Regions from separate parts of the Mus musculus genome. Here regions 1, 2, 3, 4, 6 and 7 are each linked to region 5. A link is a contact called in public promoter capture Hi-C data. All regions are on one chromosome and are shown on one strand. The core of a region is the stretch at or near the end of the contact, and the rest is flanking DNA. Distances in the headings are between cores, read along the strand shown. Region 1 holds the start of Suco (SUN domain containing ossification factor). Region 2 overlaps Pappa2 (pappalysin 2). Region 3 holds the start of Pigc (phosphatidylinositol glycan anchor biosynthesis, class C). Region 4 overlaps Pappa2 (pappalysin 2). Region 5 holds the start of Mrps14 (mitochondrial ribosomal protein S14). Region 6 overlaps Astn1 (astrotactin 1). Region 7 holds the start of Brinp2 (bone morphogenic protein/retinoic acid inducible neural-specific 2).

What was found. Promoter capture Hi-C pulls out the DNA fragments that hold promoters and counts their contacts. Capture Hi-C pulls out chosen DNA fragments and counts their contacts.
Region 1: a promoter capture Hi-C map of liver shows a contact between it and region 5, with 6 times the contacts expected there. The contact joins the promoter of Suco here to the promoter of Mrps14 in region 5. A contact is called at or near these places in 1 of 39 promoter capture datasets (pre-B cells), 2 of 484 Hi-C or Micro-C datasets (olfactory sensory neurons and rod photoreceptor), 1 of 115 datasets of contacts at active chromatin or transcription factors (astrocytes) and 2 of 9 other capture datasets (adipose tissue and liver).
Region 2: a promoter capture Hi-C map of hippocampal neurons shows a contact between it and region 5, with 9 times the contacts expected there. The contact joins the enhancer-like site here to the promoter of Mrps14 in region 5. A contact is called at or near these places in 4 of 39 promoter capture datasets (the 3T3-L1 cell line, 3T3-L1-derived adipocytes, hippocampal neurons and 1 more), 11 of 484 Hi-C or Micro-C datasets (cerebral cortex, cortical neurons, embryonic fibroblasts and 4 more) and 1 of 115 datasets of contacts at active chromatin or transcription factors (forebrain).
Region 3: a promoter capture Hi-C map of liver shows a contact between it and region 5, with 2.6 times the contacts expected there. The contact joins the promoter of Pigc here to the promoter of Mrps14 in region 5. A contact is called at or near these places in 3 of 39 promoter capture datasets (the C10 cell line, liver and pre-B cells), 2 of 484 Hi-C or Micro-C datasets (CD4 T cells and CD8 T cells) and 1 of 9 other capture datasets (liver).
Region 4: a promoter capture Hi-C map of 3T3-L1-derived adipocytes shows a contact between it and region 5, with 4 times the contacts expected there. The contact joins the enhancer-like site here to the promoter of Mrps14 in region 5. A contact is called at or near these places in 4 of 39 promoter capture datasets (the 3T3-L1 cell line, 3T3-L1-derived adipocytes and hippocampal neurons) and 5 of 484 Hi-C or Micro-C datasets (cerebral cortex, cortical neurons, frontal cortex and 1 more).
Region 6: a contact with region 5 is called in a promoter capture Hi-C map of 3T3-L1-derived adipocytes, with 9 times the contacts expected there. The contact joins the enhancer-like site here to the promoter of Mrps14 in region 5. A contact is called at or near these places in 5 of 39 promoter capture datasets (the 3T3-L1 cell line, 3T3-L1-derived adipocytes, embryonic stem cells and 1 more), 16 of 484 Hi-C or Micro-C datasets (B cells, the N1E-115 cell line, adipose-derived mesenchymal stem cells and 10 more) and 3 of 115 datasets of contacts at active chromatin or transcription factors (astrocytes, embryonic forebrain and forebrain).
Region 7: a promoter capture Hi-C map of embryonic stem cells shows a contact between it and region 5, with 3 times the contacts expected there. The contact joins the promoter of Brinp2 here to the promoter of Mrps14 in region 5. A contact is called at or near these places in 3 of 39 promoter capture datasets (embryonic stem cells, hippocampal neurons and second pharyngeal arch cranial neural crest) and 1 of 115 datasets of contacts at active chromatin or transcription factors (astrocytes).

What each region holds. Positions count from the first base shown.
Region 1 is chr1:161,875,152-161,878,624 of GRCm38.p6, forward strand. It overlaps Suco (SUN domain containing ossification factor), which reads right to left and starts at 1,531. Exons shown (of 24, transcript NM_001357402.1): 1 at 1,160-1,531. The coding sequence starts at 1,221.
Region 2 is chr1:158,711,552-158,714,936 of GRCm38.p6, forward strand. It overlaps Pappa2 (pappalysin 2), which reads right to left. Exons shown (of 23, transcript NM_001085376.3): 23 at 182-3,385. Among named protein-coding and RNA genes, the nearest start is that of Gm37679, 160 kb to the left of the region's middle. Within about 2 kb of position 1,915, at least 19 of the 459 cell types and tissues checked have an H3K27ac peak or open chromatin away from gene starts, as enhancers often do.
Region 3 is chr1:161,967,271-161,971,012 of GRCm38.p6, forward strand. Pigc (phosphatidylinositol glycan anchor biosynthesis, class C) reads left to right here and starts at 1,918. Exons shown (of 2, transcript NM_001039045.1): 1 at 1,918-2,009; 2 at 2,970-3,742. The coding sequence starts at 3,181. 4930558K02Rik (RIKEN cDNA 4930558K02 gene) reads right to left here. Exons shown (of 7, transcript NM_001204904.1): 2 at 641-726.
Region 4 is chr1:158,946,969-158,950,352 of GRCm38.p6, forward strand. All of the region lies in intron 2 of Pappa2 (pappalysin 2), which reads right to left. Among named protein-coding and RNA genes, the nearest start is that of Pappa2, 9.5 kb to the right of the region's middle. Within about 2 kb of position 1,928, at least 36 of the 459 cell types and tissues checked have an H3K27ac peak or open chromatin away from gene starts, as enhancers often do.
Region 5 is chr1:160,193,503-160,196,778 of GRCm38.p6, forward strand. It overlaps Mrps14 (mitochondrial ribosomal protein S14), which reads left to right and starts at 1,713. Exons shown (of 3, transcript NM_025474.4): 1 at 1,713-1,809. The coding sequence starts at 1,765.
Region 6 is chr1:158,664,929-158,668,341 of GRCm38.p6, forward strand. Astn1 (astrotactin 1) reads left to right here. Exons shown (of 23, transcript NM_007495.4): 19 at 2,554-2,705. Among named protein-coding and RNA genes, the nearest start is that of Gm37679, 110 kb to the left of the region's middle. Within about 2 kb of position 1,708, at least 4 of the 459 cell types and tissues checked have an H3K27ac peak or open chromatin away from gene starts, as enhancers often do. A contact at or near this core is called in 3T3-L1-derived adipocytes, where this site is marked.
Region 7 is chr1:158,354,783-158,358,412 of GRCm38.p6, forward strand. It overlaps Brinp2 (bone morphogenic protein/retinoic acid inducible neural-specific 2), which reads right to left and starts at 1,478. Exons shown (of 8, transcript NM_207583.2): 1 at 735-1,478.

The sequences.
Region 1 (3,473 bases), core at 281-2,780, 1.7 Mb after region 5:
TTCTGAATGAGGGGAGAAAAGGCTAGTAAGAGAAGCTCACCAACTCTAAGAAATTGCTACCTAATCCTACACTGGTTTCAGGTACCAGTTTCTCTTAAGGAGTATTTAAAGGATTCAGAATGACAAGAAATACAGTCTTTCCAGTCAGATTTTCTCAGACAAGTGTTTTCTTGAGCCCATATTAATATATTATTCTATGTGAGCAACAACTCTACAACTTGAGCACCTCTGGATTCCATTACACCCATAAAAAAAAGGGAATTATTACTGGCGCTTTGAAGACATAAGGTAAATAAGAAAGTGTGTTTAGATTTTAGTATAAGAAGCAAAATCTCTTTAACACAAAGGCCATCACTTTCAGTCACCAAGTCTCAAGGCTCTTTGGGAATTCCTTCAGAAAGAATGGCTTTTCCAAGTACACCTTTAGCAATCCTTTGGTTCATAAGCTATGTCTGCTCCTGGACATCCAGAGATGTGCTTGAAATTAACTTGAACTCCATAGAACTTCAGAGAAAGGGACAGAGCGGGTCGCAAAAACCGTTTCCTTTCTAGTGCCAAAGAACATGCCCCAAAACTATGGCTGACTCCACATCTGTGATAATCCTCTCCCACCAGGCTAACCGAAAAAGGGCTTCATCAGGGATCCCGCCCGCCCCACGCCGCAGGGTTTCAAGGAGCAGCCCCAAAAGTACTATTGGTCAAGATTGTGCAAGACCTGACCAGAAGAACAACAGTTTAGACATTACTCTTACCCTCATGACGACTCACGTTTTCAAAATCACAGGTCCGGAACACATCACACCTGACTCGCCCCTGCCCTTACCTCATAACGAAAGCAAATGAACTGACAGCAAAACTGAGTAACTCACTCACTAGCTTTCTGAACACTACCCAAACTGCCCTAACTGCGGTGATGGGGTACCCGAGTACAAAGGCAAAAAGTGATCCCCAATATCCCCTTCTCTCCCTGCTGGAACTCTGCAAATTCCAAAACACAACTCGTAAACCACAAGAGGAAGAGCTGGGTGGCCGCTGTGTCCCTGGCTTAGGAGCAGGAGCACCAAGCAACCCAAAAAGCCGAGATGATTTGGGGGTGTGACCCGACCTACTCCCTCTTTCATCCCCACGGGAAGTCCCCAGAGGCCGGCCCCTTACTCACCAGACTAGAGAGCAGAGAGAGAGGCAGGAGACCAGGGCCAAGGCCCGCCGGTACTTCTTCATCTTCTCCTCCTTCTTCCCCCTGCCAGGAGGCGGCACATCCTCCCCACAGCAGCCACTGTCGAGGCCAAGATGGAGGAGCCGGAGCAGAAACGCGAGGATGGGACCGAGAGTCCGAAGAGCAGTGGGGCTTGGGGAGCGGTTCCGCAGCGGCTCGCGTCCCGGATGGCCTCCCCGAGAGGCCCACGGCAACGGGAATAGGGACGCTTCACAGGAGCGCTCGGGAGACTGCCGCCGCCGCCGCTCTGTCTGCCCGCTCGCCCGCGCCCGCCTCCTCCGGCCTTCGCCGCCACTGCCTCCCCATCCCCGCCCCGCCCGCCCGGGCCCTCGCTCCGTGCTGCCGGCGACCAACGGCCGCCGCGTACTCGCCTCTCAGCAGCCAATCCCCGGCCGGGCCAGCGCACCTCGCACTCCACTGAGCTGGGTGGAAGGAGACGCGTCACCCACGTCCCTCTCGGCTCGCGCTCCACAAGTCACAGCGCGGGCCACGCCCCCTCCGCTGACAAAGCTCCAAAACGCCACAACCGCCGCCCAACCTGCGCAGGTCCCACCCACTCGCTGGCGCTCGAACAGGAAGTCCTGTAACCCTCGGTCTTCCGCCTTTCAATGGCCTGCCCACTCTCGCTGGCACGCGCCGCCTCCGCGCACGGGTATCTGGGGCTTGTAGTCCTCCTGCCCGAACCCGCCTTTTTTTTTTTTCCTCCGTAGAACTCGCGGGTTTGGTTCTCGAGTTTTACACTTTCACTTCTCACCTTCAGACTGACTAGCTTTGTCATTTGTCATTGTTAAGTCTATAATTCTTCCTTGGAGCACAGTCATGGAACGGCCTGGAATGACTGGAGAGGGTCAGGAGAAAGCATGCTAATGCAATTTAAAAGTCGGTTTACCGGCAGTGGGTCGGGCTTACTGAGGTAGATGATGATTGGAAGGTAGAAAGAGGCGTGTCAACGTTTCCTCTCACATGATTGGCTGGGAAGGACTGAGCTTTTCTTTCACCTAAGTGAGAATTCCTACCTGCCCGCCAGATTCCTAAGATAGAGCTTTAGTGTTCTTTTTTGTTCTTTTAATTTCGGGCTGTGGGTTTGCTGCTGCAAGGCAGAAAAGACACTACGGACTCTCGGCGTCTGGAAGCAGAGAAAGCGAACTCCTACACATACTTGCTGTGAACAAGAAAAAAAAAAAGAAGTGGTGTTCACAGATGGAGACCCCAAAATCTGTAAAAAGCTGAGGCCCAGAATCCTACTTAGGGAGCGTTGGTGTGCAATCTCAGAATGCTTTGTGGCTACTGCCAGACATCTCTTCAAGTAGCTTACTGATCCTGAAAGACAGCAGTTGGAAGAGACTAGACTTTTGGCCTCTTAGTATAGCAGTTCCTTCCTCTAAGTCTCCCGTGTGCCTATTTAACATATCAAAGCAGAACTGGCTGCCACGTTCTCCCAGCATTCTTCAGTCTCTACCAGTTAGTTGCAGGATTCTTCTCATCAGCCCCTACTCCAAACTTCTCCAGCCCAGGGGCTGGGCAGCCATTCCCTCATGCACCCTTCCCTATATAATCCAGCCATTTTGGTTACCTGGCCCTTTTGGTCTGCCCTTTACCCTCCTGGCCTCTTGATCTCCTGGTCTCCTGGCTCTCCTTGCCTCCTCCACTTTCCTCACATGGCCCCTGCTCAGGTTCGTATTCACTCTGGACTCGTCCAGATGCCCCTGTCTCTGGCTATGTCTCCCTTGTATAAACCTCCTCTACCATGCCCAGGAGCAGTCATTCCCTTCCTATTTTATTTTATTTTATTTTCAGTTCCTCTCATCTATCTGCACCGCCATACCCATTAACCTCCTCCACTTCTCCCACCCTTAACTCCTGAGATCTGTGAACACTATTCTGTTCTCATCTTTGAAATTATCTTAATTTTCATGTATAAGAGAGACTACACGGCATTTGTATTTCTACCTCTGATTTTACACAACATTCTCCAATTTCATCTGTGTTACAACTAATGACAAGATTTCGTTCTTTTTATAGTTTAATGTGTAAATAAATATACTGTATTTTCTTTATCAATGGATCCCTAGGTTGCTTCCATATTTTGGCGACTGTGCAATTCCTCCTTGACATTTACCCAGGTGTTATGTTTTATATAAAAGAAAAAGCCGGGGATATGTTAGGTGGAGGCACAGTATGGAGTTGGGGGAGGGGGGCAGGGAGAAGGCTGTGCTTCTGCGGGCCCACACTGAGGCATCCCTTACCCCTGAGGAAC
Region 2 (3,385 bases), core at 665-3,164, 1.5 Mb before region 5:
TTCTTCTGGATTCCCATGTTTACATTTCTTTCATAACCTATTTATATAACAAATAGTTTTCAAATGACTGCAGGAAATGACCAACCAATAAGGGAAATGTGGGTCTGGGTTAGGCCAATGGTTTAGGTTTGAAATAATGAAATCATTGAAACAAAGAATAAGACACCAAACACACTTCATATTTTATGTGCTGATTTTTTAATGAACGTTTTATAATCTTATAAAATAACTGGATGTAGCTGTTTTACATTACAATACAGTAGATCAGCCCCTTTCACTGTGTTTGCCATCAAACTGTCCCCTTGGGTGCTAACTGACACACTCAATGGTGATCACACAGAATAGATGATGTGTCAAAGACTAAGGCCTTAAATGTTGGAAAGGAAAGAAAAGAACCAAGAAGACTCTACTCGCTGCCTTATTTGCCCAGATCTGCTCTTTGCCCCTGCTGATCTCTTTTCTGTATCTGTGATTGAAGGCTGCCATGCTACTATTGAAGCCAGCCACCTTTGGGCCATGTTGATCTCAAAACTGTGGTTACCAGGAACTAGAAATAGACAGGTAACTTTGTAATAAAGAAACAGGCAGAGGAGCCTCTGTGGAGGGCCCTGGATGACATTATGGATGTCTAAGGAGAACTGAATACAACCACCTGGGGGCAAACATGACTTGTTCCTAGGATCTCTGATCATTTTCTTTATTAGGGACTTAAGTTTCTTCAAATACTGGAGCCAAGGGACAAAGTCTAGATAAGACTCCCGTCTCTGTCTCTGGCTGATGATGGCTAAATGGCCTTCAGCCTGGGGAGCTTTACACACACCCCAGAAACTGTCCTCTTGCCTTCCCAGGGCAGGGTGAATGTTGCCAAAAAGAACAAAGTATCTTAAAGTGAAGCATGGGGTCTCTGTTAGTCTTAGTGGACTTAATGAGGAGACTGAGCATGGACAGATACTGGTGGGTAGTCTGTGCCCATGAGTGCTCTTGGGAATGGCAGTCTCTGTGCACTAAGTTGTGCCCAAGGTAACTATTGCTCTGTCTCTGTCAGGATTTTCCTAAGGCAAAAGTTGACACACATCCAGGAATTTGAATGTTCTCTAAGGAAACAGTGTGTGTGTGTGTGTGTGTGTGTGTGTGTGTGTGTGTTTAGTAGAGAATTTAAATTTTTCTATTGGTCTTTTCATACTCACCTTAATGAGATACAGAAATAGGAATTGAAATATGTAGTAGAGAACCTAAACTTTTCTATTTTTCTTTCCATATTAAACTTATGAGATTCAGAATATGAATGGTATTTCCTGACAAAGGGTAATAAGTGTGACCTAGATAGTAAACAGTATTTAAGCACTGTTTACCTTATTGCTAGGAGTAGAAGACTAACACTGCCTTTCCCCTTCTCAATGGCTTTGTTGTCCATGATCCACATATTCATAGGTAACTGTATGTATATTGCCATATCCAGTCACTGCAGAATATTGCTCTTCATATAGAGCAGGGATAATTGTGCTTATGATGATAAAAAAAAGTTTCCTTTCTCATTCTATAGATTAGTTGCTTCAGTCTTGATGACAAAAGAGTAGAAGGAAGAGGAGGAGAGGTTTTGGAGATACCAAAAGTGACTCCAAGTTTTGCTTGGTCTTAGTTTCCACTGGAGGAAAAAACTAGGGTCTCTGTAAGAGAACAAGACCGTCATTAAAGGAAAGAAACTATGTCCTGACTCTCTTTCTAGGTGTGATCTAGAAACTGCTATAAGAAAACATACCAAGGACAGAGCCTATAGAAAAGTATGAGAATAGTCTGGATAAACAGAGAAGTGTTAATGTGACTGTTTTGTGCATAGTCCATACAGCTATTGAACAAGAAATGGTAAAGAGAGCATGGACCCTAAATAGTTGAAATTCTTCTTTCTCCCCACAGAGTGTCACCCTCGCTCCACATGTTGCTTACTGGGCCACAAACTTCAGATTTTGCACTTGAATAAGATTTATCTCTTTGCTCGAAGGATCCCTGGCCTCTTTTGGAGACTTGGATCAGGGGCTTGTTCACTCATTCTATCCTTTTATCCTCAGACCTCATTTAATCTTGACCTCTCACCTCTCTGACCTTTCACCTCTCTGACAGCCTTTCGCTCTTCTAACTCCCCGTTCTTTCATCTCTTATCTCCTCCCCCACATTTCCAAATCTCCAAAGCATTTTCTTTTCTCAGAAAAATCAACAGTTAGTGATGTGGCTGTGAACAATTGGCCAGACCTTGAGACTTGCAACAAGGAGAGACAGCAACTGGCCAAGTATGAAGAGGGTGTAAGTTCCTGTAAGCCTGATGTTCACAGAATGAGCCCTCATACAAACTTTTTGGCTGGCTGGTTGGCTGGCTGGCTGGCTGGCTGGCTGGCTGGCTGGTTGGTTGGCTGGCTGGCAGCTATACTTGGACTAAGTACATGGAGAAGTGGAAAAGACCCTGGTCTTTACCAGCTCCAACTGAGAGTTCTGAGAAGCGTAGAAGAGTTTGTATGCTCCTTTTGGTAGATACTTAGAAACCATTGTCTATTTCTCCTGGACCTACTGCCAAATAGGTTCCCATGTAACTTTCCATGCCTCTTGCTCTTAGCATGCCAAGTCTATCTCCTTTCAGTAGGCCCAGCTCCCAGGTCATAAAATGATGATCAGCTGACAGGCTAGCATCCAGAATTCCATCGACTCTCTTCTCCCCATCCGACCTGCCAATCCCTATCTATGGGAAGAAGGCAAAGGAACCTTTCTTTCTGTCTTCGAAGCTTCAGTATCCCTCTGGACATGAACTTCACAGCAGCATTTGTGGAACAATGGATAATCTGTAGCTTAGTAAACAGCAAAAAATATAATATATAATATATTTATATAATTATGTTTAAATACTTATAAAGAAATAGCTAACCTCCTTATTTGAGAGAGACCACACAAAAGGAAGGCAAAGGGCCAGTCTGGAATAGATGAGCCCTGAAAGATGACAGTCCATCTGAAATGGGTATTGACGGAGTCCCTGGCAGCTTATCTTCTAATATTTTGATATGGGTTTACATGTTGGGTGGGGCTGAGCCACTGACAGCGTGCAGAGTGGGGAGGAGATTGAGAGAAGGATAGAGCAGAGTACAGATGGGGGGAGGGGTCTGTCAATTTCTCCTTCCATTTCTAACCAAGTGTCTTTTTACAGAAACAATTGCCTCTAATCCCTCCCTACTTGGACTACTTAATGCATTAATTGGCACCTACAAACATTTCTTGCATTTCTTAAAGGCTCTCTTTTAGGCTCTCCTTCCACCATGGAACCTATCTTGTTCATTCACCCTTTGCATCCTGCTACGGGAGCTTCTCTTTTAGTCTGCCCCCAGGGCAGAGGAGATGGGCTCTG
Region 3 (3,742 bases), core at 668-3,167, 1.8 Mb after region 5:
GAACTGCCTCTGCACCGTCCTTGCTCATCCCCGATTCCTTATTTCCCGCCATCATCTCACAACCTACATTTCTCTCAGAGATTTATCACCACACCCAGGGACAACTTAACTGTAAGGGGCGGGGAGGTGTTGAATGAAGAACTTAATTATTTTAAGTAGAAGCTGAAATGCCCCATACATATAAATCCTCAGTTTTCAAAATCAGAAATGTGTTATCTATTGGCTTTGTGAGGGCATGAGCGACCCATGAAACTGGAGGAGGCCCCACGTGAAATACAGCTATTGCTACTCTATAAAGATGGCGTGTTATAGTTCTAGGTTATTGATAATTAGAATTCGAAGACTAGAAATTGAAGCGGGGTGGGGGGAAACTATGGAAGTGTTTTGAGTTACAGTGTCTGTGGTTGAATAGTACACGCAGAAATGAAGGTTATGGCGGCTCTCATTTCTTCTAGCCAGGCCTTTACATAGCATAACCTTTGTCTGAGAAACCCAGGGCGTTTCTTTCTTTTTTCTTTTTCTTTTTCTTTTTTTTGCATTCGACTTGGTTTCTCAACAGGGCACATGCACCTCTCCACCTTAAGAGTACAACCACTGAGCTCTGCCTCGAAGGCTCTGTCCTCAGAAGCTGGGAAGTTACCTTCTGGGGATGCTCAGGATCAATGGTTTGTTTACCAGGCTGGCCTCACTCAGCCAAGGAATCTTGTCAAACTTTGGAACAAAAGCCTACAGAGAGAGAAATGGAAAGAGATCAGGTTGCAGAGTTTATCACACTTCCGAAGACTAAATCTTAAAGGGAGTCACAGGGCCAGAGAGATGCCTTGGTGGCTAACAGCACTCCTTCCTCTTGGAGAAAAGCCAGGTTTAGTTGACAGCACCCACAAGCCAGCTCATGACTGCCTGTAACTATAGCGGCAGGGGACCTAGCACCTTCTTCTGACCTCCACAGACACCTGGAGTCAGGAGCACATATGTAGACATAATTAAAAACAAAATATTAAAAAAAAGTTAAAATACTTGACCAGTGCTGGTATTACAATAAGCAAAGTAAGCTAACAGCAACCACACAGCAATCAATACATTGCAAACTATTTTAACACGAGAGTCCTCCAACCATTCCATAAGGTGGCCAAGAACAAATAAGCGCCTTCTTTCTTTTACAGACAAAGAATTCAAAGCCCAGATAGTGTGAATATGAATAAATGGGTTCATGCTTTCTGCCTCTGTGTCCACACTATTTAACAGTCTCTATATTTTAAATTCTTCGAGCTTCCATCTATTTATAAATCCTGTGACACTTCCAAGACCCCAGTTGAAAATCAGCAATCTCTCGTCCCAAAGGCTCTCCACCCTCATCTCTTTTAGGTGGCAAAGTCTAGGAAAGGATCCAGCTTTGGAGCCATCCACATTTGGATATTTCTGATCTACTTGCAATTACTAACCAGCTGCCTGACTTTGGTCAAAAACAAACTAATGATCGCATCGTCTCTGTGCAAGTCAACGCACAGGATGCTATGTGAGATCTGGGATCTCCCCGACTCCCCCCCCCTTTTTTTTTTTTTTTTTTTTTTTTTTTTTTTTTTTTGGTGAATACCAGAAGCCTGGTTTGGCACCTATAGGAGGAGGGTTTGGATGCATGGAAAGTCCCTTGGCTGAGAGCCTGTCAACACATGTCATGGTAACCTTGCAGTTACCAGTCTTCCACCAGCCCCGCGACTCTTCCTGCCTTCTCCTGCCTTCCACACCCTGTGAAGTAATTCCCACTGAGGGATTTGCTTCCCAGGCTTAGCATTCCACTAGGAGCAGATTGCCAGGAGAGGAGCAATCAGTAGAGGGCAGCAGTGACCTCGCGGTGTGGAGTCTCGGGGCGGGACGCTTTGGCCGCCGAGTGCTGCGGATCCGGAAGTGCTCCTCCACAGTAGTCCCCTTCCAAGCCGGCGTCCCGGATGTAGAAGTAGCTAGGCGGCCGCTCTTCTCGGTCGTGCACCCCCCTAAAGAGCTTGGTGCAGGTGGGTTCCGGCGTCCTTCGCTGTGAGCGCTTCCGGCTGATCCAAGGCTGGGGCGGGGGTCGGCAGCGGCGGGCGGGGCAGGCCGGTTGGGTGAGTGGTAGCCCAAGACCCTTCGCCGCCCGGTGACGGGGACCTTTCAAATCCCGAGGTCCCAGTGCGTGAGGGCCGACTCCAGGGTGTACGGCTTTTAAAGCAAAGGTCTATCCTAGCCTCCACGAAAAATACAGACGGTCCGGCAGGAAGTTCTTTCTCGAATTTGCTGAATGACCTCTGTGTTTACGACTGGGATGATTGTTTTCTTGATCCTGCGCTAGAGTTTTGCTGTTTCAGTTAATTAGGATGATATAGCACTTTAAAGGATAGTAAGTTCAGCTAATGAACAAAAAAGATTTGAGTTCTTGGTTTGGGCTAAAACTATAGAGAGATCATGCCCTTTTGTACGGTGCAGGTTATTGTCATTCGACCGATAACTTATTCAGATACCTTTGGGGACCTAGTAACGGCTATGGATGGATTCTGTCCCTATAAATTTGCGTAAGTTGCAAATATAATCATGCAAAAATAGTATAAACCTTAGAGTGTATGAATGCCCAAGTTAAGACTGGCTTAGAGAAGGACGACCAGAAGCAGAGACTTTGACACTAGACTTTTGTAGGAGGTCTGGCTCCACGCTGTTAGCCTGGGACCTAAATACTCTACTGTTTTGAAACTCAGATGTCTTATTAGGTAAACTCATAACTGGTATTAACTTGTAAGGCTGTGACAGTTAAAGAAGGTGCATAAGACATTTAACATTCTGAGTTAGATGCAGATATCAATTATTAAGACTACACTTTAAAATGTGAAGGCTTAATGCCGCATTATGTCACCAGACACAATTTATCTAGGCTTTCAGTAAGCCAAGTTGTTTTTTATTGTATCTGATGCCAGCTTCCATATATTTACAGTTCTCTCTTCTAGGAATTTAGCTGTGTTGTCCTGACCCTCAGGACAAACTCATCTAATGCAGGCTCAGCTTGTACTGAAGGCTTTGTAAACAAGGAAAGTTCTGTAGGGTATCAGCATGGCATTTCCAGAGAGTTCTTAATCTACAGATTTATCAAGAACCAGAACCCCATGGACGTCCCTGAGGGAGATTGAGCCAACCTGGATTTGAGGAAAGAATGAGATAATGTGTGCTCAACGTGTAACAGACACCCCAGAAGTCAAGTGGCAGAAGGTTTTATATGAGCGGCAGCCGTTCCCTGATAACTATGTTGACCAGAGGTTCCTGGAAGAACTCCGGAAAAACATCTATGCCCGGAAGTACCAGTACTGGGCTGTGGTATTTGAGTCCAGTGTGGTGATACAGCAGCTGTGCAGTGTCTGTGTTTTTGTAGTGATCTGGTGGTACATGGATGAGGGTCTTCTGGCTCCCCAGTGGCTTTTTGGGACCGGACTGGCATCTTCCTTGGTTGGGTATGTTTTATTCGATCTTATCGATGGAGGTGATGGACGGAAGAAGAGTGGGCGGACCCGGTGGGCCGACCTGAAGAGTACTCTGGTCTTTATCACTTTCACTTACGGTTTTTCACCTGTGCTAAAGACCCTGACGGAGTCTGTCAGTACAGACACTATCTACGCCATGGCAGTCTTTATGCTGTTAGGCCATCTCATCTTCTTTGATTACGGTGCCAATGCTGCTATTGTATCCAGCACCCTGTCCTTGAACATGGCCATCTTTGCTTCTGTTT
Region 4 (3,384 bases), core at 678-3,177, 1.2 Mb before region 5:
ATCTGTGTTTACCGTGGCAGCATCCTTTCTTAGCATCCTATCTAACATGCCTTCACCTCTCTCCTCTCATCAATAACTGTACTACCAGAATGTGTTTTCCTGCCCATGGAGTGGAATAGACTCCCCTAAACTAGTCTGTGACTCCCACAACTGCTGAGTCCCAAATCTCCACCTGGTGGGTTTCTTGGCACCACTAGGACATCTGACATTATTCTTCCCGTTTGCACCCCACCCCCAATTCTGCACCTGCCAGTCCTGACTCCGGTTACCTCTCACTGATATAGAGCTGTTCGCTCCCAAGAGGAAGATTATAATTGTAGGCATTGTGTTTTTGTGTAACGTGTAAAGTTTACCCTTGTGTTATTTGAATACTGATTTCTCTGTCCTCATATCTTATTTCAATCTAGACACAGAGTTATGGGCACTGTAATGCTTATGTCAAGAATCCCCTTTCTCAAGTTTGTGTAAACAATGCTTACCATTTATTCTCTTCCTTGCCAATAAAAGCTGATCACCCAATGGCTGGGCAGAAGAGAGAATAGGGCGGGACTTCCACCAGGCAGGGAAAGGGGGTGGGGGTGGAGGGAGGGGGGTGGGTGAAGGGGAAGATTGAGCCTTCGGGAAGAAGAGGAAGGAGTTTATAGAGTTTGGCTGGAGAGTGGAAGACCCTATGTGCCATTATTATGGGGATTAAGATAGAGTGCCCAGGTATTGAAGTGAAGCTTTAAAATAAATCTTGGTCTGTGTCATTGTTGGGGAACTAGTTAGGATAAAGAAATGCAGCGCCATATTAAATTACAGTATAGATTTAAATTAAAATTAACATGTATAAATGTTAAAATTTATAAATGTTAAAATTAACATTTATAAAAAGCCTGTCACCAGACTGTGAGCATCTTGTAGGCACCGCTCTTACTTATTCTTAACTCTCTAGAACGGGTAATAATATCTGGTACTTTGCCTAATAGATGCTCAATAAATGTTGAACAAATGAATGGATGAATGAATGAATGAGCATGTATAATACCAAACTACTTTCATAATCTGCTTCAGATGTACAGAAAGTTCTTGAATAAAAGAGGAAAGTGTACAGTTGTTGGCTAAGGGTGGAGTGTCCAATCAGTGTTAAAGCTCGTTGATTTCACCTAGAATCAGTTGCCTGGACTTCCCAACTAGACATGAGTCACAACTACTGACCTTGCTCTCCCAACTGGTTGTCATGGCAATGCTTCAACTTCCAAATGCTCTGAAGCTTTGCAAGCAGTTGCTATATTGTATGTCTGAGAAGAACCACTTTACCCCATCACTCACTTCTGAGTCATAGAGAAAACGGTTCCTGTTTGCCCTGAATTTTACTTCCTAACTGTTTTCTTTCCTCCTTCTTCTTCTTCTTTTTTTAAGTAAGATTGTTTTAAAGCAGGTAGTAAACACGGGAAGTGAAGAATGTTGTTGTTTTGAGGGACACATATTTGGCAAAGAAATATGCTCTCTGGAAGGTACAGGGTGAGGGTGTATGTGAGGTGAACAGAAACAGATTTGACAAGGCCCCGGAGTAACCTAGCTCCAGGGCCTCAAGGGCAGAATCATGAGATTTATGTACTTATTTGTGACATCAGGAACTCAAGCTCCTGAACATGCAGGGTGTATGGGCTCGGGATCCAAGTGAAGGTGTTGCTGCACCCTCCTTCTCCTCTCCGTCCTCCTCCTCCTTCCCCCTTCCTCCTCCTCCTCCTTCCCCCTTTGCCCTTCCTCCTCCTCCTCCTTCCCCCCTCCTCCTCGTCCTCCTTCCCCCTTCCTCCTCCTCTTCCTCCTCTCCCTAAATGTGGATCGAATAAGGTATTTATTTGGTCTCTGCAAGGCCTGAACTAAAACAGGAAAGAGATGGAGCCAGACCTCCTGGCATGCACATCCTGAATGAATCAGATGGCCAGCCCCAGAGGAACAAGGAAAGGTGCATGAGGGAGAAGGCAGGGGTGAGAAAGAATGAAGTGTTGCTGGTTACAGGCAAATAGTTGCATTTGCCAGAGCTGATTCCTACTTTTCACAGCTCTGACTCTGTTACTCCTAGCAACCTGTGCTCCATGCTAGGACCGACATCCAAAGTTCTCTGGAGTTTTCATCTCATCCTTGAGGCCTGGGAGAGATCATGCCTCACAGAGGACTGAGGCTACTCCAATGCCACCTGAATCCAGAAGGCTCGATTGCCGTGATGCCTGTCTGAGACCAAACAGAGCCTACGAGAGCTCTTTCCCTCAACAAGGTTAGGCAATAGCACGCATCAGGTACTAAGGCAGAAGTGCAGTGAATGGGATGATCACCCTACCGTAGTTCTCAGAGGAAATCCATCTGCCTCCAACCCACACTAGGCTACTAGATGATTTCAGAGTCTCAGGTAGAAAGCTGTGAGTCAGATGCTGAGCCTTGACCAGACCAGGTTCAAGTGCCCAGCTAGCACAAAACCCTGAAAACATCATTGTACTCTAAGGGAGCCACATGAACTACATCTTCCTGCTTTCTCTCTTTTGTGATGCTTCAGAATCTAATGTCCCGCTAAAGTGGCTTAGCGTTCCCCAGAAACCTGTTGCTTAGAGCTTATCTGGTAGAGCACTATAGATAAGCATGGATTTTTGTGGATCATGTGGAATGAAGAAACAAGGCCAGAAGAATGGTAGAGGAAGCATGGCCTTCAGGATGAACACTCGACACCGAAGCTCTGCAAACAATTACCGAGGAGCAAAGCCCAGCATGACACTTGCTTTGATAAAGTTTTATTGGAACACAGCCTACCAATGTGGTCGTGCATCAACTGTGGCAATGTGCACATACTAACAGCAGAGTTTAGGAGTTGCATCATGAGCTCTATATGGCCTACAAAGCCTGAACTACTTAGCATCTGTTCTTTTGCAGAAAAAAAAAAATCTGTCACACACTGTCCTATGCTTATAAATCTGGAGTCCTGTAAGTGTGCGATGGTGCACATGCAGCGGCAGCCATGGCAGCAGCAGCAGCAGCAGCAGCAGCAGCAGCAGCAGCAGCAGCAGCAGCAGCAGCAGCATCTAAGCTGAGCAGCTTGTTACACATGCCGTCCCACGTGTCTCCAGAAAAACGGAATACAAATCCTCATTTGGGTAACAGAGTGGTATAAGAGCAGATGCCCAGAGTAGGGTTAAATAGGAAAGATTTTATTCAATGAAAGAAACTCTGAGCAAAAATATGGAAAGAGTTAGGAAAGGGCTGGGAGAGCTATCACCCCATGATATTAACCTGACCCTGGGAGAAAGAGAAAAGAAAGAAGCAGTCAAAGCATAGTCTGGAAGACTTTTGATGATACCTGAGCCAGAACCGGCCATGTTAGGTCTCCCTTTATCCTGGCCACTTCAGGGA
Region 5 (3,276 bases), core at 463-2,962:
GAAACTTGGGGCCAGTTTTACGTTGAAGGCTTCTTGGCTTGTTTAGCAACATATACTATCTGCTTGTGCATGGAAGCTCAGGGTGAGAAGACTCCAAATAAAGTCTCTCAGTACACTCAAGAATAGAGGGAGAATGTAAACGGTCACATTGAATTTTAATCTTTCTGATTTTTTTCTGGACCTTTTAGGAATTCAACTCATGGGTCTGTGCAATAGTTTAATTGTATAAAACTCGCTTTTTAAAAGATTTGTTTATTTATTTATTATATGTAAGTACACTGTTGCTGTCTTCAGACACTCCAGAAGAGGGCGTAAGATCTCCTTACGGATGGTTGTGAGCCACTGAGTGATTGTTGGGATTTGAACTCAGGACCTCTGGAAGAGCAGCCGGTGCTCTTAACTGCTGAGCCATCCCTCCAGCCCTAAAACTCATTTCTTTTTTGTTTTGTTTTGTTGTTTTTTTGAGACAGGGTTTCTCTGTATAGCCCTGGCTGTCCTGAAACTCACTTTGTAGACCAGGCTGTCCTCGAACTCAGAAATCCACCTGCCTCTGCCTCCCGAGTGCTGGAATTAAAGGCGAGTGCCACCACGCCCGGCCCTAAAACTCATTTCTTACTCTATAGCCTATAAACATATCTTTCTGACTTTCAAGCCCCTTCCAGAAGTTTGGCTTTCTGAAATTGTAACACATTAGTGAAACTTTTCCTGTTTTTAATTGAAAAGAAATATTTTTATACAGCATATTTCCCCTCCCTCATCTCCTCCAAGATCTTCCCACTTCCCTTCCTATCTAACTCCCGATGAAAACAAACAGGCATCTTAAAACAACAGAAACATAATAAAAGAGTTTGCCGTGTACCCATATCTTGAGATGACTGTAGATGATGCCCAATTATGTTGTGTGTGGCGTGGGGGTGAGTGGGAATGAGTTTTAACCAGGGTTTGATGCTGCTTGCTGGTCTAGGACTTTTTAGATCTTAGTATGATGGCAGGGACTCCTGGTTGTCTTATCCTGCCAAATGGTTTCAGTCAGAGTTTCCCTAGCCCATTAGAAATGTTCACTAACTTGTAACGCTTAAAGAAAAAAACTCTCCTTCTTCCTGGGAGCTTCCTGTGTAAAGAGCCCAATGGGCTGTTCCTCACTGCACCCATCAACACATCTAGGAGACAGGCTAGGAAGATGGCAGGAAAGTGCCCTGTACTAAAGGGAAAACAGCAGGCACATGCACACACACCACTACCGCCGTCCAACCCACAGAGACAAAAACGTAAAACCTATACAACCTTAATACAGATATGATATAATATAATAAAATAAATATAATATATATAATATAATACATATTTAAACCCTTGGCGTGCAAGCAGAAACTCTATCAGGGCCACTACCATCTTCTTTACAGCAGAAATGTGACCAGTGCCAGTTCTGCAGGATGAGTGACAAATGCTGCCAAGCTTCCGCCGGGTGGCGCCAACGCGCAGAACACAGGCGCAGGCTGGGCGGGGCTGGGACAGAGGAACAGCAAGGGCCAGGAGAGATCGCGCAGGCTCACTATTCTCCTACTGCCTAAGTGGGCGGTCCGCATGGATGATTTGCTTATCTATGAAATAACGCGAGAGTTATTTCAAATCCCGCACCTACCCTCTCCCTCTCTATAGGCTAAATCCTGCCCTGGACCCGCCCTTTGGGGCATAAGCCCCGCCTCCACAGAACCTGTTTCCGGTGTTGTACTGCGGCGGTGGTTGGCTGGCTGGGCAGACAACATGGCGGCGTCCGTGCTAGGCTCGCTGCTGCGGACCTTCCGGCAGGTCAGGCCCCTGCCTTTCTCGCCAGCCTACCCCTTCCCTGATTTCCGTGTCCTGTGGGTCCCTCGTAACCCTGTCACCTGTAATGCGCACGGAGGACCGATCCCAAGGCTCCTATCTGCTTTCCCGTCCTGGCTAGGTTAGGAGAGCCCAGAGCAGCAGTCGAGGGCTTGGTATTCAGGTGTGATCCGTCATGTGAAAGCTGCGAGAATGACTCCGGGTTATAAGGAGCCGAGTGTGAGTGGAGAAGAGAGGGGAGAGTCGGATGATTGAGACCTCAGAGGCTCCGATTATGCAAAGAGACTGTAGGGAACTAGCTGTCAGCCAGTGGTGGCTTGGAAGCAGGTGGTGACAATTTCGAATGGGGAGCAGGCCATTCCGCTAAAGCAGAATTAGTTAAAGGAAGGGCCGAGAATTGGCTGTAGAGTTAAGGAGTGGGAGTGTTATGATGCGGATAGAAACTGGAACGAGCAGCAAAGGACGTTGGAGAAGTCTTGGATAGTTTTGTTGGGGAGGGGTGTCAACTAGAGGGAGACCTGGGTGGACCTGGGTTGTTTTTTCTTTACTGTGACATTGCGTCATATCTGTATATTAGAGTGGGGGAACACTGATATAAAGAATAGGGAAGAATCGCTGGAGATCTGCCTTTTTTTTGCAGGCAAGAGGTGATATAGTCTGTGTATGAATTTTGATTTTAGGAATGTGGTTAAGTCATGAATAGCAGTTTCGTCCAGTAGAATTGTAATGCAAACCACAAGGATAATTTAAATATTTTCTAATATTTATATTGAAGTTTAAAAAGGAGGTGCGGTTAATTTTGATAGATATTTTTAGTCAGGTCTATCCTTATCCTAACAAGTCAAAATTAGAATGACTTATGTGACATTTGCATTCTTCTGTTGGAAGCAGGTTTCAAAGTCTGTGTATCTGACACTTAAAATATATATATATCGCAGTTGGGATGCTAACTTTTGCAGTTGGACCAAAACCAAACTTTTAAGCGAGTTAATACCAAGAATTATGTCCCCACTTGTACTGCTTACAGTTCCAGTGCGTATTAGCTGTATCCATGGTTCATGGCCACTGTAATGGACAGAGGTGTCATATAACCAATGAGAGGGGTGTAGAGTGTAGTACAAATACTGCCGAGGGGGCACAGGTATGGTAGTGGGAGTTTGGAAATTCTCTCCAGATTGCTTCTAATTTTATAACTAAGGGTACTGAAGTCATCAGAACCTGAGGGTGTGGGAGAAGGTAACAGTGACTTAAGAAAGAAGAATGAATACACCTGCAAATTGTCCCCAGATTTCCACCTGAGTTGTAGTATGCATGAGGTATGCACATGCACACACAAATAAATGCCATAAGTTACTTCCTAAAACTATTAAGTCTTCCCCCCATGAGATGGCTCAGTGGGTAAAATGCTTGCCACCAAGCCTGTGCAGTTCAATCTAAGGCCCCATGTTGTAG
Region 6 (3,413 bases), core at 458-2,957, 1.5 Mb before region 5:
GTTCAATTAATCTCAGAAAAATAGTAGATGGGGTCATTGCTGGAGCAAGGATGCTCTGGAAGAACACACATTGTGAAGAGTGGAGGCCTGGGGTGGACATGAGGGGATGTCTGTATTGAAGGGACGCATGAGGAGCTGCAGATATGGCTGAGAATGAGCCTGTCCAAATTCTTAATCACTCATGAGGAGGTTAAACAGAACTGGCCAAGAGGAGAGACCAGGACCCAATGTAGGAATTCAGGTTATCCTATAGTAAGGTGCCTTCCACAGGGGTTAAGGCACAAAGTGTTATATCTGTGCAATAACGTCAGTAGGACAAGGTGGTGGGACATGACCCCATGCTTTCATAAGGCCTGGAAGGCCCAAAATGAGAATCAAGCCCTGTAGGAGTTAGAGGGCTAATTGTACAGAAGAGTGGACTGTACGAAGGAATCCGCAGGTGGAGGCTGCCCTCTGACCTGTCTGCAGGCAGAGGTAGATGCTGAAGAGATAGAATTGAAGGAAAAAGAGGGAAACATTACTAACAGACCATCACTGCAAGCCAATTTATTTCCTTTTTTAGGTGCCTAGAAATATTCTAGTCATTGATTTCTTGCTCTTTGTAGTTGTAACTTGGATATCTGAATCAAAATAAAAATAAGTTCCTAATTATATATATATATATATATATATATATATATATATATATATATATATATATTCATTTAGTAGAAAAGGAACCACTAAGAGAATCAAATACTGTTAGATTCAGCAGATATGAAAGTTAGTGTAAAAAGGTAACATGGGAACTGTCAAACAGAGGGACACAAGATCCAGCCCTGATGTCCCAAGGCTGATTTCATTTCTAGACATATATTAACCAAATACAATAACTGAAAGGTGAGCGAGAGATTGTCCATGAGAGGTATACAATTAAAATATAAAACATCCCAGAACTATAAGTATAAACTATTAAAACTGCACTTTTCTTCTCCGCTCTGATCACTTCTTTCAGTAATAGACCTTAATTTTCTTTTTTGCACTTTAATTGGTAGTTAGAAATAGAAATGTACTCTACTTTTTCATAAGTCCATGTAAATCATACACACTTCTGTTTCTCAGTAGGGGCTGGCCTTAGTTCCTATTTTCACAGAATCTGAGTTCTCAGAAAGCTTAGCTACTAACTTAAGCGTCCTAATGGTTTTTTTCCCCTTCAAAATAGCATTCTGCATATGACTCTAATTAATGAATTTGTCAATATCCGCACTGTTTTGGATCTATTCCACCCTAATGTCATATGAAAACTATGCACTCTTTCATAGTAGCTGCTAGCAGATGACCGTGTGGTTTTAATTATTTTCCTACTAGTTGAACTGCTTCTTATTCCCCAAACACCATCCCTTGATTTCATGTTAAAGTTGTATCATGTGTGTAACCACTATGAACATACCTGCTGAGTGGAAGCTGGACATTGCAGGGCCCTTGGTGTGATTCAGCTCTGATGTCTTGTCCTTTGGATTTTAAGGGGCACCTGTGAGCTGGGTAGAAGGTGAGGGTTGCAGACACTTTTAATGTAGAAAAAGGAAGGACAGAGATGTGGGTTAATGCTAGGGATATTGTGAACAACCAAGGCTACAGTGAGCAGAAACTGGGAAAACCCCCATAGTCTAGTGGTCTGGAGAGAAACGAAGAATTGGAAGCAAGAAGGAAACATGAACCACATATGAGAAGTCAGGACAAGGAAGCAAATTGAAAACACTTGGGCTGTCAGGAGATCCACCCCAGTGAACATCAGTACTGGGTACTCAGTCTCTATAATGTGCAGAGAGGTATAAAGTAGCAAGGCAAAGCAATGTACAAGGCAAAGGCAAACTTGAAAACAGTGAGAGACTAAGAACTGTAAAGAAAAAAACAAATAGGGACTGAAATAGGAGCGAGGGTTCATAGGCCTCCAAAGAGATAGAAACTGACATCATCAGGTCCTGAGCAGCAGACACAGGGTATCACCCCCCAGAAGAGTGTGGCATGTGACCACATAGCCAACTCTCTCAGTGTTACTTTTGAGCTGAGCCTGTTCTGACGTTCCATCAGCAGATGATCTGGAGAGGGAGACATAGCAGAACAAGAGGCGGGGCAAAGAGGGCTTGCCAGGTCCTGATGGTTATGGAATTTAAACCAACTGTGCTTTTATTAATGCAATATTCTCTTGGATGCCACATTCAATGGGCTTTGAGGTAGACATTGTACACAATATTTGCTTAGTCTTCCTCAAGAGAAAAATCCAGAAATTATATTTCAAACTATATAAAAAAGACCTATCAATAAAGCCCAATCCCCAAACACATGTACCAGGTAGACCTTCACTGATCTTTACACCATCACTTATTTATTCATTTACAAGATCTAAACATAAACTTCCTAGGTCTCTGGAGACCTTAGTATCTAGTGAGAGAGACATGTCCTCAGAGAGACTAGAGTTATTATTTGGAAGAAGAGTTTGAAATGTCAAAGTTGAGGTGGTGACATAGGTCCCAGCTGAGTTCCCAGTTCATGTCTCTTCTTTTCTCCACTCAGGCTGAGACTTTCCACAGTACACGAGCCCAGCAGTAACCTCGTGGTCCTGGAGTGGGAACATTCAGAGCCGCCAATTGGGGTGCAGATTGTAGACTACCTGATCCGGCAAGAGAAAGTCACTGACCGGATGGACCACTCCAAAGTAGAGACGGGTGAGCATATTCCAAAAGTAGGAAAAGAAAAGAATGCCCTTCCGTGTGGCACTGTTTCAAGTCCCCAGTGTTGCAGGGCATCCCGGAGAAGCATGGAATAGTAGCAACTGTTGTCTCTTTCAGGCAGCGGCCATCTTGTCCACTTAAGAGTTTTTGCAGGGTGAGCATCTGACAAAGTCTTGTTTTGCTTTTTGCTTTTCTTTTATTTATAAAAGAGGTGTCTATTTCATTGCCTCTAGGCACACTTACAAGCAACAACAACATAGTACACTAGTTATCCTAGCCCACAATTAAGAAACAATTCTCTGCTAACCACTGCCATGATTACAGAAAAAACAAAAATTCCTTTGCTAATAACCCCCTCTAGGCAAAGGCATGTGCAAACAGATGCTCTTGATCCATGGCTTGTCCTAAAGCAAACTGACTTTTGTCAAGTCCTGAGAGAAAAGGGAAGCCTTAGAAATAACCCACAGAAATAAAAGTCCCATGCCTTACTAACTACCAACACATAGAGAAAAGCCAACATCAATAATCTTAAGTTTTTCACATCAATATGGTCTGCTTTGGGGATGAGGATGCCCATAATCTAAGAGCTCCTATTGAGCCTGGTAATGAGGCTTCGAGAAACATCTTTGGAGCCTGGAGAGCTGTCCATTGCTGTTTCTGAGGTGCTTTTCTTGGTATGTACAGAAGTGCTAAGGTGTGTTA
Region 7 (3,630 bases), core at 228-2,727, 1.8 Mb before region 5:
ACACACACACACACACACACAGCTGTGTATGAACAGGGAAAACACTCTGATAGATAGTCTCAACAGACCCTTCCCTTCAGCACAGCAATATTCTCCCTGTAGTGTCTCCAGTGTACTACCAGGATTGACTCAGTCGATTGGGGTTTCTGTTATACCACCCAAAGGAGACTATGGGATTCACTCCTAGGAATTATTTTTGTCCCTCATTACATGTTCATAGAAGAAATAGACTGGCCTCTAAAGCATGCCACAGGGCTTTAATGACCATGTGAATACAGCTATATTGCACAAAAGAATACCAGGTCTTTAGGGTCCTCCCCAAACACAGTGAACCTCGTGCAGTTCTGTCCGGCATCAGCTAGGCAAGCAAAAGTCCTTGTCATCCTCTGCAATTATGGAGCCCGAATGAATTTTCGAAAGCTAATGGGAGTTGCACTAACTTTAAGGACTTAAACCAGGCAAAAAAAGAAAAAAAAAAAAAAAAACCAATATAGGTCAGGCAGAGTGCCCAAGCTCTGTGACAGCCATGCGACACCAGGAGGCGATTCCAGAGTCAGCTCAAACCCAAAGTCCACTGCTAAGCTCCACCTGACAGAAACTACGGGGTGGAATGGGAGTTATTCCTTTTGCTTGCAATTGCCAGGCACCAGACAAGAAGGTTGAATGAGGACTCATGAAAATCACAACGAAAGGTGATACAGAAAACCCAGGGGTACAGACCCCTGCACGATTACCTTGAATCCTTGTAAGAGTCCTTCTTGCTGTATCAGCTGCTCCCCAAACCACCAAGGACTGCGAGGAGACTCCCAAAAGACGCCTGATTTTTGTGCAACATCTCCAGTGGCAGCCTTCCAAAGTTTTTACTTCATGATTTCTTGTGGCTCTTTCTCCTTTGGGGAAATATGAAATGCCACCCCCTCAGCTTGTGAGAGGGAACGGATGTCTCTTTTCAAATTCTCCTGCTCTGGGCTTTGCTGTCGCCGCCGCCGCCGCGGCGGCAGCTTTTAGACCACTTGCCTGCTGCCTTGCCGTGGAGCAGCGAGCATCCCAGGCACCCACAGCATCTGTGAAGTGGGATCAGCACTAGGCTGGGTCGCACGCGGCGTGGGAGAGGTGAGGAAAGTGGGAAGCCAACTGAGAAGTCCCCTGTCCCTCGACCGAGGTGAAACCCAAGATCTTGCCTTCTTTTTTTTCCAACTCTAAAGAGACTCACCCGCCCTGTCATCCGAAATCTGTGCCTTGTACATGGACAGAAATCGTTCCTCAGGCGTCTGGGCTCCTTCGGCTGCCTGAGGACCTGCTGGTGTCCTCGGAGCGCGCGGCAGGTGCATTTCCAAGTCCTCCGGAACCCGTCGAGCTCAGCGGAGGCGCTGCGGGTTGAGCCGCGAGCCGCGCGGCAGGCAGGCGGATTCCATCCTGGAGCTGCAGCCCGGCGCGTCCCCACTCCGGCTTCCCGGTCCGTACCTAACCAGTGTCACCTGCAGACTCAGACACCGGATGAGTGTCTTAAGATAACAATGCTGCCCTGCCTGCCTCTCTCGTTCTTTCTTATGCACGTAGGTTGGCAGCCAATAGGACCCTGCGCCATACTCACCACAGGCTCCCATTGGCTGTGAAGCCTGGCAGGAGGCGGGTTCTGAGGCCTACCGGCAATCTCCTTTGGCTAGCTGGCAGGCTGGGGTACCAGCTCTGTTAACCCTCCCAGCTTTTTGCAGCAGCGACTTTTTCCCCCTCCCCGCAGTAAGGATAAGGAAGAATTGGATAAATTCGCGGCTGCGTGTGGCGTTGGGAGTGAGATTGGAGCGTGTCAGAGGCTGAGGAACAAGAAGTAGACTGGGAACTAATTACATTTGCTTTGGTCTTCTGAGTTACAATATTCATTCGTCCCAGCCCATTTTGTTTGCTTGCTTAACCAGAACTCCCAGAGATGGGGACCCATTTGAGCCATTTTCCTTCTAATTTGAGGTTTCATTTAGTTGTTCTGTGCTTTTTAAACCTCCTGAATTACTTAATTAGAAGTGAGCCCCCAAGTGAGAAATAGCTCTCTCTCTCTCTCTCTCTCTCTCTCTCTCTCTCTCTCTCTCTCTCTCACACACACACACACACACACACACACACACACCCCGGGGCCGGGGGCGGGGGGGGGGGAGGGAGGGGGTAAAGAGGGAGGCAAAAGACCACAGGAGCTCTGTGGTAAGATGACCAGGCAGAGAATCGCTGAACAGCTAAATTGAGACACCTCACGCCCCACACCAGACCTGTAGGGACAACAGCAAAGAGGAGAACTTGGGGATTCTGGGGAGACCTCTGAAATGGCCTGCGTCCAAAAAGAAAGAGAATTGTTTTGCCTGTGATGGTTTCCTTCTGTGTGTCTCCTTTCACTCCAGTGGCTGTCAGGAAGAGGGACTCGCATTTTTTAAAGGAAGACTAGAGAAAGGAGAACAGGACAAGCCTTGTTTCTGAGAAGCAGGTGCTGTCTGCTGAGCCTGTGAAAGGGAAGTCCGGGCAGTGGGTAAGGGAGGGAGAAAAGGAGGGAAAGAAGGAAAGAAGGAGGAATAAAGATATTAACTTTAATTGAATGGATGTGAACGATATGTTTTTGATGTTCTAATAAATGTGTGAGGCTGAAATGCATCCTACTAACTGGCGAACTACACTAAATTTTGGAAAGAGCCGTTGTTGAAGAAAGATAAGTTGAAAGTGGCAAGGGATGTGGGGGAATTCCCAGTGAGTCACATGATGAAGGCCTATATAGAGGAGAATAGGCAGAGAGGGAGACAAGTGTCTCCATTTAGTTTCCTTGAGTTGAGAGCAACATCGGAGATTGTTTTGGAAAGAAGTAGACAAAACAGAGGGCAGAGGTTAGATGTACACAGAGGAAGGATATATCTGGGGTTAGGTATAAAGTGCCCCTTTAGCCAGATGCTCTGAAAGAGTGAGGAAGTCTAGAAACTGCTTCTTATCTACAAACCCCCACCCATTTCCATCATATCTGATCTCTACTTGTTTTCTACTCTGCATCTCACCCAAGTTATTCCTTCTACACTCTGCAGGAGTCTGGCTATAAAACATGCCAGAGAATGGCGGTCCTGTGGAGTCCCCAGATCTTCAACTAAGATAAAATATCTAAATAAACTACTGAGAGTTTAACTGCTCCTGACTGTGGAGCCAGTTGTTCCTGAGATTCCTAGAGACAGAGGCCCACTGAACCTAACCCACGTAAGAACGCTTTGGAGGTCTTCCTGTGAAATAACTTGAGGGAGTGAGGGAATGGATGAATGGTAGGACAGGTGTAACTTCTGTCAATGGAAAGAAGGAAAGTGCCAGGATTTCTCAAGAAGGGACAGCCAATCAAAATCTTGATGAAAATCAAGAAACTTGGCTGTGTTTTCTTAAATCACCCATGATATTTTAATGAAGAAAATCACACACTAAAAAAACCTACAAATGTTCATCTGATGAAGGTACTTTGAGGTAACTACTATTCACTTCATTTCCAACATTACAAGAAGCAAACATTGATTCTTTCTTAGTAAATCTAATAACAGCCCAAAGAGGACTACTATGCAAATACCCACTCCCAAAGAATTTCACTCTCTCTTAAACCGTGAAAATATAGAATATTAGGAG